Linked DNA regions of Mus musculus: region 2 is linked to region 1. Evidence: chromatin contacts called from public HiChIP or PLAC-seq data. All regions are on one chromosome and are shown on one strand. Each heading gives the region's core, a stretch centred on a gene start, on an enhancer-like site or on the middle of the called end of the contact. The rest is flanking DNA. Distances are from core to core; before and after follow the strand shown.

Region 1 (6,475 bases), core at 1,357-3,856:
TTTTTTTTCCATCTTTCCCAAAGGAGGAAATTGTAAAGGCTGTCCTTTGAAAAATAATATAGCAAAACCCAACTTTATTCCCCCAATCTCTTACGAACACTGCAGCTGGCCATGATCTATTTAGCATAACAGGAAAATAACGCATTCGTACCAAGCTGACTCGAAAGGCTTTATAAAACAGCAAAAGCTAGTGACTTGATTGATTATGTTCAAGTGTTTACATAAAAGTGTCCTATTTTGACATCAGTCATACAGCACCACATCTGGAACTTCTAATTAAATTGTGTGAAAAAAAATAGACTACATATTTTATTCGGTCACAATAGTATGGCTAATGAGAAGTACAAACGTATCTGTCATGCCCAGAGCCTGGGATCTGCAGTTGTGGTATGTGTCCGCTAAAATCCCCAGATTTGGATTCTGCAAAGTTTTCATGGCCTCCAACACATGTTTTGTCTGAACAAAGACTGAGAGATGGGGGCCCCACTTCTGTGAGTCTACTGGTATTATTTTTCTTATTTTGATTTAAACCTCTCCAAGCGCCTCTGAGTAAGCTACAAAGTCACGAGAGTTAGAGTAAACTTGTCTTAAGGAATTGGTGTTCGGGGCCCAGGTAAAGGACTCTTGTTTTCTTAAGCTTTGTTTTTGCAGATGAGGACATAACTGCAGGAACTTTAATAAGGAAAGAGGGAGCGAAACCCTATTCCTCACTCAGAACAGGAGCTCATTTCTATCTTCCTGGAAGTGCAGAACCCATGCCCACCTTACAAACAGGCCTGGAGTGCTGATTTAAAACGCTGTCTTTTTTTTTTCCCCCTTCCAAAATTAAGATGAAATATTTTACATAAAGCCAAATAAAGAAGAAAATGGTCTGGCCTGTTAGGGCGTACTTACTTCACTTTTAATATAGACAAATAATCCTTCAAAATTGTCCTTTTTATTTTTTTAAGTTAAATTATGTCCACCCCATGTGCAGATTCAATTTACCCACTAAGTACACAGCTCAGTCTCCCCTCTCAGAGAACCATTCATTTGCCTAAGAAGGTGGGGGAGACCCTGCTGTATTTTCTTAAAGAGATTCCTAACATTTTCCCCCTCCTCCCTCTCGCCTTAAAGACTACTCTGAGAAACTTTGTCCAGCAGTAAAAGGAAAATGGGTTCAAACAAGCTTCAGGAAATTTGGGTAGTAAAACATAAGTTATAAAGTCTATGTTGAGGGCAAAATAAATGGGGCTCTTTTAAATGGGTTAAGTGTCAGCCATGAGACGGAAATGACTTCCTATAGAGTCAGCCATCCCTCCTACTCTCGAGGCAAACGGTGCTGCAAAAGGCTCTCAGGCAGTAAAGGGATACACTGGTCCATGCTGCTGAGCATGCGTCTGGGATGCACACTTATTTACCACACACCACATCTGTCTGGGATGCACACTTATTTACCACACACCACATCTGTCTGGGATGCACACTTATTTACCACTCGCCACATGTGTCTGGGATGCACACTTATTTACTCCGCACCACATGTGTCTGGGATGCACTCTTATTTACCACACACCACATCTGTCTGGGATGCACACTTATTTACCACACACCACATCTGTCTGGGATGCACACTTATTTACCACACACCACATCTGTCTGGGATGCACACTTATTTACTGTGTACTATGTTCAATTTAAGGAAAATAAATGTGAAGGCAGCAACCATGAAGGACAGAGGGCATGGGTTTTCTGTAATTGCAAGGAGACTTGGGTAATGCTGTGTGCATGTTTGATTTAAAATGTTAAAATATTAACAGAAGTTTTCTATAGCAGAGTGTTCCTATCACAGTGAAGTGACTCATAAGAATGCTAAATTCAAACCAGATGGGCACAAACATTACTGGGCGAAAAAAAAAATCATATATTTGGGAGTCAGCGTGGGTCGTCATAAAAATGAAGACCTTGTCGGAGTTCCTGAAGATTGAACTTGCAGAAGTGAAAAGGGAAACAAGGGGAGAGATATTCTCGACTTCCTCTGCGTTAGACAGGCCACCGTCAATTAGAAGAGCTAACATTTATAAAACTTTAGATTGCCGTTTTAATTCATAAAAGATGACTGTTACAGTCCAGAGAGCTCAGATGTGCCAGAGCCCAGGATTCATTAGTTCAGCCGCATGCCACCCTAATAGTGCCCAAGACTCATCTTACTTCCTTCCCGCCCTAAGTCACCCTCATTGAAGATCTATGTGGTATAGAAACTTCCAGCCTGGCCTTTAGTATTCTCCCAGCAAACCACAGAGGAAAATTCCCATTGCAGGGTCAGACACCCAACCAAATCTCTGCTCTCTTAGTTTGTTTGTTTGTTTTTGTTTGTTTTGTTTTTCCCTCCGAGCTTTTCCCCGTTTTCAGATGATCTGCCCCATGTGCTGTGTTTAAATGCGTATGTACCCTACAAGAAGAAAAATATGTGGTCTCGGAATTAATACTTTTTTTTGACTTATAGGGAAATTCCAGTTGTGTTTAACTTGGACTGTGGGATCCGGGAGCTTTACAGAGAGGAGAAACGACGACGAGTGTGTTTTGAGCAGAAATGTGAATCAGGAGTTCCCCACTGTTTGGTTGCTGGAATCCCAGACAACACGGGGAGAAATGATAAGCGCATAATTTAGTCTGGCAGCCGTAGCACTCAGCCTGCGAGCTTGTCAGGTTCTGACTAGGGATGAGAGACCTCCCAGGGACAAGAAGGTACTTCAGGAAACGGTGTTTCTGATTCCGTAGGTGGCCTCTTTCTCCCTGGGTCCCTGTGAATAAGATGCCCGCGTGGTGTTAGGGGGCACTGTGCTCAACTGTGCTGTTTACCTTTCTGAAGAAACCTAAAACCACAGACCTAACCATTTGTGGCCACCGGAGATCTTACAGCGGACTCTCTAAGGCCAGTTGTGTTAACTCCAGAATGCTGGCCCGAGTCCAGCTCAAGTAATTACATTCTGCTCCCCTCAAACTCCCCCTGTAGTTTCCACTGAATCCGATAGTCTGGACCCTCCATCAAGCAGCCTGGCCGGCTCGGTGGTGGTTAGCATTCCACAGAGAGGCAGCCTGTAAGTCCAAGCTGGAAGAAATGAGTGTTCCATCCCCACCAAGCTGCGGCAAATTGGAATTAGCTAGTGTTCATGAAAGCCTCGGGAAACCCGTTTTTTTGAGTGTGTTCACAATCAAAGCTACCTCCTTTGCCCTAGGGAGCCACCTCTGCGAGTGTCGCTTTAACGAAAACGAGTATAGAGATCCTGGGAGGGCAGAGTAGAGTCCTACTCACCTCTGACCTGGAAATACCCTATCTGGGGCAGGGCCAGCAGGGGAGGTGAGTTGAGAAAGCACCGCTCTAACTGTAACAAAGCTCAGAGGCCAGAGAAAAGGAGAAGGGTCTGCGAATGACGTCATATTACGAAGGAATAAAGGATCTTGGGAGGTTTAGCTAAAAGGGGAGAGAGAGGGGCGGGGGGGGGGGGGAGAAAAGAAAGAAGAGGGAGGGGAAAGGAGCAAAGAAAGAAAAAGAAGAAGGAAGGAAGGCAGGTAGGCAGGCAGGCGAGAAGTTAAAATAATTATAAAGAACAAAAGGGGGAAGTAGGAGGGAGGAAAGGGCGAAGAGTGGAGATGAGCAAAAGGGAAAGAGAGAAAGAAGAAACCAAGGGCAGGAGAGAGAGAGAGAGGGAGAGAGAGAGAGAGAGAGAGAGAGAGAGAGAGAGAGAAGGCAGGGAAGTAGAAGAAAAAGGAAGGAAGCTGATATTTAGTACACGGGGCTGATATTTAGATATACGGGGCAGAACCAGAACGAAGGAGGAGTAAGAAACCAGAGACACAGAGCAGAGCCTCCCTCCCTGCTCTGGCCTGCAGGGTCCTTCCTTTCTCACACACCACCTCCATGCATCTTAGCCACTCAGCTCAAAGCCTGACACCTAATGAAATTCATCCCATCAGGAGCCCACTCAGTGGCTCACTTACCGGTGGCACTAACCACACCAGCTCCACTGGCTGCCAATGGACAGATCTCATGGCTTCTGAAAGTCACATGCCATCAGCGAGTCTCTCGTATTGACCAGGACAGAAACCATTCTCTCTCTCAATGTATTTTATTTGATAGCGTTAAGCAAAGCTGATTCAACTCTTCAAACAGGTCATTTTCAATCGCTACTACTTATTAGCTGGGGGCAGCAGCAGACAGATCTATGAGTTAGAAGCTAGCCTGGTCTATCTATTGAGCTCCAGGAAGAAGAACTCTAAATACACTCTATAAAATGTAAATCGGTTTCTTTTGATGGTTTATTTATTTTTATTTTATGCGTACAAATGTTTTGCCTGAATGTTATCAAGGCATACCATGTGCATGCAGTACCCATGAAGACCAGAAGAGGGCACTAGATCACTACATCCTCTGTAGTTGCCATTACAGATACCTAAATTGTCATGTGATTGACAGGCATTGAAACCTCATCTGCTACCACAGCAAGTTCTCTTAACTGTTGAGCCATCCCTCCAGCCCAAAATATAGTTAAATTTTTCATCCACGTATTTGGGACCAGAGTGTTTCAGTTGTTTTTTTTTTTTTTTTTTTTTTTCAAATATTTGCGTATGCACCTGAGATATGTTGGGGATGGTCCCCAAGTCTAAATATAAAATTCTTTTCTTCCATATATACTTTATATGCATAGCTTGAGGGTAGTCTTATGTAGTGTTCTGGTACCCTTGTGAATGACACAGTTTATGTGCGATGAAGCATTAGGTAGAGGGTGAGTTAGCAGTCAGAATGCCTCAGCTTGAAGTAAAAAATAGATCAGGAAACAACAGGAGAATTCAGTCTTTCGGTCTTCCCAATAAAAAGAAAACAGTTCTGTGTGTAAGAAAACAGTTGTGTGTGTGTGTGTGTGTGTGTGTGTGTGTGTATTGGGGCAGGGAGGTAGCAATTTAAAGAGGCTAAACATCTTTCCCTATAGGGAACATCCCATTTACAATGACACGGGGTTTTGAAAGGCCAGGGTGAAAGAGGAATCAGATATTCATGATTAGATTTCCCATTTGTTGAGTCAAGCTTTATTGATACAGCCTCTTAGAAGGAACAACAGCCGATCGTGAGAGCAACGGAAGACGCCGCCGTGTGTGGCCTACCATTTAATAACTACATGTAAGGACTTGGAAAAGAGCTTCAAGACATTTTAGCCGGAGGCTAAATAAATTCTTATGAATATATGGCATCACCTGCAATACCCTGGAGGACAGAGAGAGGGTGTCGTAGAGACGGGCGAGAAGACAAATGGCTTTGTCAGCAAGCCAATACCCTACCCAACATGAGAGCGGTCTCCATAGCCCCTTGGCTGTCCAGCTCAGTAGGATTTTGAAATTCTTCTTCATAACCATGCGCACACCCGAGCAGATTTCTAGCTCTGCAGCCTCCACTCCATATTCCAACCCCAAGTCAAGACCCAGAATGGTGGAAAAGGCCTGGCATTGCACATAACACAAGCCAAATATTTCGTTCATCACAGACAGTGACTTTAGGAGAGCTCTTAAGCAGGGGCACTTTGTACAAGGAAAATTTCACTTTACAAAAGATAGATTGAAAGTGGCTTTCTTTCGGGCTGTGTTTCATCAAGCTGCACATCAGCCTGAATTTGTCTCCCACTAATTAGAATGATTTTTGAGGGGTTTTTTTTGAAGGAAGCTTTTGGATCATTTCGGATTTCAGACGTACTGATTATTGAATGCTCAGCCTACGCTCAGGCAAAAGAAAGCGAACCACTCAATCGGAAGATTCGGGAGAGATTTTAATCAAACCGAATGCAGTTTGAGGGTTTTACACATTAAAGGTGCCTCCCACCGAGCCCGAAGAACTGAGTTCCACAGTCAGAATCCACATGGTAAAAGGAGAACTTGGCTTCCACAAGTTATCCTCTGACCTCCACACGGCAAACACAAGGGCCCCTCCACCACACAGCTAAGTAAATAAGCAAATAAGTAAATAAACAAACAAATGCTACCACCACATATATAAATAAACAACAAAACCATAAATAAACAAGCAAGCAAACAAGCCCCACCACCACACAGCTAAATAAATAAGCAAATAAATAAATAAGCCAAGGGGCTGGAGAGATGGCTCAGCAGTTAAGAGCACTGACTGCTCTTCCAAAGGTTCTGAGTTCAAATCCCAGCAACCACATGGTGGCTAATAACCACCCCGTAATGAGATCTGATGCCCTCTTCTGGGGTGTCTGAAGACAGCTACAGTGTACTTACATATACTAAAATAAATAAATCTTTAAGATAAATAAATGCTATCACCACACATACAAACAAACACATGTGATTTTAATAAGCCACAGTATGTGGGAAAGGGGGTGATTTCAAAGAGAGAAATGAATCCCAAGAATGAAGGACTGAAATAGGAAGCCTTGGGGGGGGGGTCCTCCAGTTGAGCAATGATAGTCCTTCAGGTACAGGA
Region 2 (6,475 bases), core at 1,067-3,566, 170 kb before region 1:
CTCCGTGCTCCTCTGTGGTTTTCTCCGTGCTCCCCTGTGGTTGTCTCTGTCCTCCCCTGTGGTTGTCTCCATGATCCATTGTGGTTGTTTCCGTGCTCCTCTGTGGTTGTCTCTGTGCTCCCCTGTGGTTGTCTCTGTCCTCCCCTGTGGTTATCTCCTTGCTCCTCTGTGGTTGTCTCCATGATCCATTGTGGTTGTTTCCGTGCTCCTCTGTGGTTGTCTCTGTGCTCCCCTGTGGTTGTCCCTGTGCTCCTCTGTGGTTGTCTCCGTGCTCCCCTGTGGTTGTCTCCGTGCTCCCCTGTGGTTGTCCCTGTGCTCCTCTATGGTTGTCTCTGTACTCCTCTATGATTGTCCCCATGCTCCTTGAATAGAGGGTTTGGGTGTGTATGTGTGTGTTTAATATCTAGGTATTAAATAGTAGCTTCTGTGTTCAAATTCATTGAATGGAGAAGAAAAAGAAAAGCACACAATGGTCTACTCAAATCTCACAAAATGGCTTCTTAAAACCATGCAATTAAAAGTTTTTTAAAAAAACAAAAAACAAAAAACAAAAAATCAAATGTATTTCTGCAGTGTTATGTCATCAATTACCCCAAAGAGTAGCTGCTCTCGCTAATCTCTTGGCTCCTGACACGTAGACACATAAATATCTATGACAAGAGGACCACTGTTTGCAAGTGAGATTGCAAAATAGGAAGCAGCAGATGTTGGAAAGGAAATCTTTCAAGACAGAGTGACCAGGCTCTCTCGCTTAGGCTTTGTTCAAGGTCACGGGCATAAGATGCCGCTCTAGAAGATGGAGCATGGTCATGTGGGTGGGGGAGGGCACTTCTGCGGACCGGGAAGGAGATGGTATCACTTCAACAGATCATTAGGCAGTAACTGAGTAGAGGAAGCCGACAGTTACAGGAAAAAAAAATATTTGCTGATCACGGAGGACAAAACTGAGCTCCTGTTTGGCAAATCAGACTTCTTTATATTTTGTTCATCGATCCATGAATGTAGTTCACTATGAAAGTACATTTCTTTCCTTTTCAAAACACTATTTTCAGTGTCCTCTGTCTACGATCATCCATGAATGTATCCATTTGCATGATTTAAGTACCTTGTGTATCTGTGGCAATTTTTTTTTAAAGATTTATTTATTATTTTATGTAAATACACTGTAGCTGTCTTCACACACTCCAGAAGAGGGAGTCAGATCTCGTTATGGATGGTTGTGAGCCACCATGTGGTTGCTGGGATTTGAACTCTGGACCTTCGGAAGAGCAGTCGGGTGCTCTTACCCACTGAGCCATCTCACCAGCCCATCTGTGGCAATTTTTAATGTTTTTGTTTTATTTTATGTGTATGGGTATTTTGTCTGAGTACCTTGTGTGTGTCTGCCAGAAGAGGGTAGGTTGTCAAAGTCTCCAGAATTGGAGTTATATATATGGTTGTGAGTCAACCTGTGGGTGCTGGGAATTGAACCTGGGTCCTCTGAACAAAGAGCAAATGCTCTTAACTCTTGAGCCATCTTTCTATCCCGGAAAACAAAATCTTAAAGAGTGAATTCAGTAAAGACATATGTGACTCTTTTCTGAATAAACTATACTTGATATGCTACCATGCCAACCTATTTTGTGAAGAGAATCAGTTTATACACAAGCATTTTCCTAATTCCACCATGCGACTTCAAGTACATTGGGACTAGATATTTATCTGTTCTCAGAATCTTGCAGCAAACATGGAGACTATGCTATATAAGGAAAAAGTAAGCATTTCTGAAATTACGTTAAGATACTATTTTAAAATAACCAGTATGGTGCACGTATGGAGGAAGTTAGCTGTTAGAAGTCACTTGTATTCTAGGACGTTAAAAAAAAAATAAGGAAAATGTTTGCTAGGAAATAAGATACAGATATTATACCTACTAGGTAAAAAAAAAATTCTGTAGAAAAATAATGAACATGAAGGGTTATGTGGAGAAGCAACGCTTACACACCCAACTAGATATATATGTGGAGTTTAGGGGAGAGGGCCGAGCTGAAGACTTAAAACAGGGGCCACGGGTGAAAGAGTCAAACTGTGGCTGTGGGTCAAGATCCCAAGAGAATGGTGAAGACAAGAGCAACCATAGACCATGGAGAGGAAAGAGATGGTGAATGTAGAGGACATAAACAATCTTGCCAGCTGTCCCTGATGACCAATCGTCTCCAGCCACGCCCCTGTTTACGCCTCTCTCCAGCCATGCCCAGCTCCTGACAACAGCCTGGCTCTTACTTTCATTAGTGTAGAGACTAGCCTCCCTATTGCGGTCGACGAGTAGGCACTCTGGCGGAGCAGGCAAATGAATCTAGAGAGAGTCCTGTGGGGGCCAGATCATTAAGTCACACTGAGTGACATCCCATTTGCCATCTGGAAAAGATAAAAGTTTTGTTGTGCAATTATCTTTATGGGACAAAGTGTTTCTGTTGGTTTACTAAAGCCGTTAAGCCAAAACAGGGCACCAGTGTAAGGCCTGGTCTCCCAAGTCGCCTGTACCATCCTCCTGTAGGATAAAATGAACATCTGGGAAGAGGGCTAACATGTGTCTCTGGTGAGTTTAAGATAACTGCTTTGGCTTCAAGGATCATTAGATTTCACAGATCTAATGTCTATGTATGTAATGTATGTATGTATGCATATATATTATATATATCACTGAAACTTCCTTTGCATGGGTCAGATGTTGAGAAAAGTCGGTTGTAATTTGGGATTCATGCAGAGGAAATGCCCTGGAAGCTTTCACGTGACTAGGTAAAGGCTATGTACCTTACTAGTCTCCCTGGCCCCTCTTATCCAGACTACTAGAGTTGGAGCCCCTACAGTGCGGGGAGAGCTTTTAAACCTTTTGTAAGCTGTAGCATCCCAGGGTGAATTGACTTGCCGCAGAAATTAATCTTGGGGCTGATTCTAGCTAAGCAGTTGTAGCGATCTAGCAGAAATGGCTCAGTCCTGCAAAACGGATGGCCAAATAAAACCTTCAGGTCTCTGGACGGGTAGCAGGCAGTGCAGATGCACCAGGGGAAGGACTGGTTTCCCACAGCATGGCTGTGCCATTTCAGAGCACTTGGAGAACACTGTACGGATGCAGTTAAACATTTATGACCGCATGCAGGTCCAGGCAGCGTGAGGGATTTTGTGCAAGTAGTGGCTGATGAGCACCCCAAATAGGAGTTCTTCAGATCTAAGGTATCCATGGTAACCAAGTAGGTTCCCTTTCCATTGTGCTTATTACTTTCCAACCTGCTAACCAGGCGTAGGCGCTGTGGGCTCCAGGACACCTAATTCCTGTAACACTCTAGAGAGTAAGTAAGTGCTTTTGGGGGGGGGGGTGAAGCAGACTTAAGTAAGGGGTTTTGAGAGATTTGCAGAATGCCACGTAGCAGCCAAGACAGTAATTTGGGGTCCAACTGTCAATTTATTTGAGTAGTGTTATGCAGGTAAAAATCACACAGGGAAAAAAAGAATTATGATTATTAAGAAAACAATGGTGGGTTTTTGTTTGTTGGTTTTGTTTTTGCTGGCTCTCTGAGGTCTTCTATTACCAACGTGGTTGTTCAGCTGTTTTATGAATAGCACAAGCTCACTGTTTTCATTTGGTGAACAGCACCAGCTTCGCTATTCAAGATCTTGCTCCCAACACAGGGAAATATTTAATACAGTAGGAAAAATGGTTTGAATTCAAGTAGCGTTAATGTTGCAGTGTGACTATAACCCTCTTTTTCCAAGAACATATTACAAATGAATTTTTGTGCTTCCATTTAGCCTACGTGCAATATAACCATTTGGGTTAAATCGCAGCCATAATAAATCGCATCATGAAGCATTTCATCTATATTTCTTAATGTTGTTCACAAGTGACTAGAAATATCTTGGTACCTTTTATGTACGGTAGCTCATTTACATATTTTTGACATTGTGAGAATGAACTTTTATACTATATGTGTAAAGTACTGTAATAATTAAGCGTATATATACCCTAAAGAAATTTACCCAAGGATATGCTATAAATATTGTCAGGGTTGAAGAAAAGGAGACCGGATCCATTATATCTGTTCTCTCTGGGACATTTGTATACCTATTTGAGGTTTGAAAATGAAGTAATTATTATCTTTCTCCACTTCTTCCCCCTCACGTGCTTCACCACAAACTTTAGGCAGCATTCACAATCCCCATTAATGTGAGCAGCCATATTTCCTGTAAGTAGTGATAATCTGTAAAATGGATGACATGAGCCTGAGGTGTAAACATATGTACATCCACACTGGTTGGCGTCACATGCCCTCAACCGGTTGAACCCACGTTGTATCTGGGGAGAGTAGAGAAGGAAGAGGAAGAGGGTGGGAGGAAAGGAATGAGATCTGGTGGGTTCTTTGGTTTCTAAATTGTGTAGAACAAAAACAGAACAGTTTGGATAGGAAGAGTCCTCCGCTGACCTAGCCCACTGGTTTACATCATGCCAGCTAAGCACTGGGTGACAGGTTCAAGGGCCCGCCCTTTTTGTTGACTGACATTTCTCAAGGTAGCCAATGACATGGACCTGTCCTGTTTCTGTAATGAACAAAGATAGGTCAAACCCACTGTAGCTCTGAGCGGTTCCTTTCTTCACGGTTCGCTCAGGCAAGAACACCTTTGCTCCTGGATAGACACACGGACAGCCTTGTCAGGAAAGGGAACTTTTAGGAACTTAATCTGTGAGGGAGAGAGCCGGGACATACTTGGAGTGGCATCTGAGCAGATGTCCTCAGCATTGGCCACCAAGACTTCGCTTAGTAAGTATGTATAGTGTTAGAGCCACAAAAGTAACAACTGTGCAAAGAAGGACGTGAGGGACCAAGAAGCTGGAAAGCCCGTCCCCCTGATGCTGAGAAACTAGTTGGATCATGCACACACACACACAAAAAACACTGCTGCCAAGTTCAAACAATAGAAAAGTGGAGGACCTAAGTCTTGTGGGGACACAGAGTCGAGGTGAGAGCCATTAGTTGGCCAGGAAGGATGGCTGGAGAAGTTTGGGTGGGATTCTGAAAAAAATTAAAAGATGGGAATCAATATATTTAACCTTTCACCTGTAAGGCAAAGAGCCCCTGGAGAGCTAGCATGCAGTCTCCCTGTCTCACATGTCCCTGCAATTCCCTTTGTGCCTGTTAGACTGTCCGTAGCAGAACTCAGCAAATGCTCGAACGACTAGCTTTAGGTACCATGTTGCTGAAAAGACAAAACTTTGCTTCCCAATCTGCCGCTGACCATGACACCCAAGGAGAGCAGATGTCAGGAACACTGTGTTAGTCTCTCTCTCTCTCTCTCTCTCTCTCTCTCTCTCTCTCTCTCTCTCTCTCTCTGCCCTGTGTGGGGTTGCTCACAAAGGAATCTTTGCATCTGAGAAGGGACAGACAGTCACCTCCTGTGGCTGACCCCCACAAAGAGAGGGGGAGAAATCTACTAAACCGCTCCTGGAAATGCAATTGCAGAATCCTTTGAGCCCCAAGCCTCCTTTTTCACTGGGAGGACAGATAAGTGCCCGGTCTTGCGGTGTCGTGTTTCTGACTCCTTTGTTTTGCCTTCAGATTTAAAAAAAAAAAAAATGCCAATTTCATTTGTCCTTCAAGTCGGGAGCATGTCAAAGAGTCCCTCTGAGTGGTAGGTGGCTTTCCGGAGCACACGGGAAAGAAAGCCGAGTCTCATTCTGGCAGCTGTCCAGTGAGGATGGAGAGGGGTCAAGTTACTTCCAGTGTCTGAACACGAAAAGGCAAAGAGAGCGCTGAGGTGATACACTACATACACCCTCTGGGCCCAAAGTCCCATTTACCTCAGAGATGGAGAAAAGGCGAGATGTGAGTTTATTTTTTCTAGATACTATACAGGCCATCGCTCTCTTCTCCATGGTTCTTGTCCAGTTTTGGGACATCGCAAAAGATGGCTAAAGAACCAAGGATGAGCTGTCAGAATAACCTAGACCATATCTATTTCTATCTATCAAACACTGAAGTCTCCACTAGATCCGAAGAGAATGCTCACGTCAGTGCTAGTGAGTTGCCAGTTCAGTGACTGCCTTTACTGGTTCATAATTCGGCTTTGTTCTCATTGTTGAGTTAAAAAGAAATCACCATTTTATCTAGGCTAACCTTGAACTTGTAACCACCCAGACTTTGGCCTCCAGAGCTGAGTAGCCACCATGCACGGCTGTTATGAACCGTGGCATTTTGCGGTGGAAACTAAATTAAGAGTTGTGCCAGTGTCACAGATTCCCTGGTACTGCAAGTTGACACAGTGCATGCATATCCATGGCTCATGGAATATCATTATTTTTTTTTGTACTGTGTGCTTTAAGAGATTGGCATTCCTAAACTGCTGCACTTCCTTGGTCACCGAGGCGAAACCTATTTATGAAACATTCAACTTATGGAGCACTTGGTGAGACTGTAGCTAGGGGTAGTTTTCTAAGGATTCA

What was found. HiChIP or PLAC-seq counts read pairs in DNA pulled down with a chosen protein or histone mark.
Region 2: an H3K4me3 HiChIP or PLAC-seq map of embryonic limb bud shows a contact between it and region 1, with 4 times the contacts expected there. The contact joins two enhancer-like sites. A contact is called at or near these places in 10 of 39 promoter capture datasets (3T3-L1-derived adipocytes, cranial neural crest, embryonic stem cells and 7 more), 1 of 15 datasets of contacts at CTCF or cohesin (the NIH/3T3 cell line), 3 of 484 Hi-C or Micro-C datasets (the C3H10T1/2 cell line, brown adipocytes and reprogramming fibroblasts), 2 of 115 datasets of contacts at active chromatin or transcription factors (embryonic limb bud and embryonic stem cells) and 1 of 9 other capture datasets (embryonic stem cells).

What each region holds. Positions count from the first base shown.
Region 1 is chr10:120,268,927-120,275,401 of GRCm38.p6, reverse strand. No RefSeq gene overlaps it. Among named protein-coding and RNA genes, the nearest start is that of Llph, 45 kb to the right of the region's middle. Within about 2 kb of position 2,606, at least 69 of the 459 cell types and tissues checked have an H3K27ac peak or open chromatin away from gene starts, as enhancers often do. A contact at or near this core is called in embryonic limb bud, where this site is marked.
Region 2 is chr10:120,440,697-120,447,171 of GRCm38.p6, reverse strand. The region is part of intron 3 of Hmga2 (high mobility group AT-hook 2); the gene reads left to right. Among named protein-coding and RNA genes, the nearest start is that of Mir763, 4.2 kb to the left of the region's middle. Within about 2 kb of position 2,316, at least 6 of the 459 cell types and tissues checked have an H3K27ac peak or open chromatin away from gene starts, as enhancers often do. A contact at or near this core is called in embryonic limb bud, where this site is marked.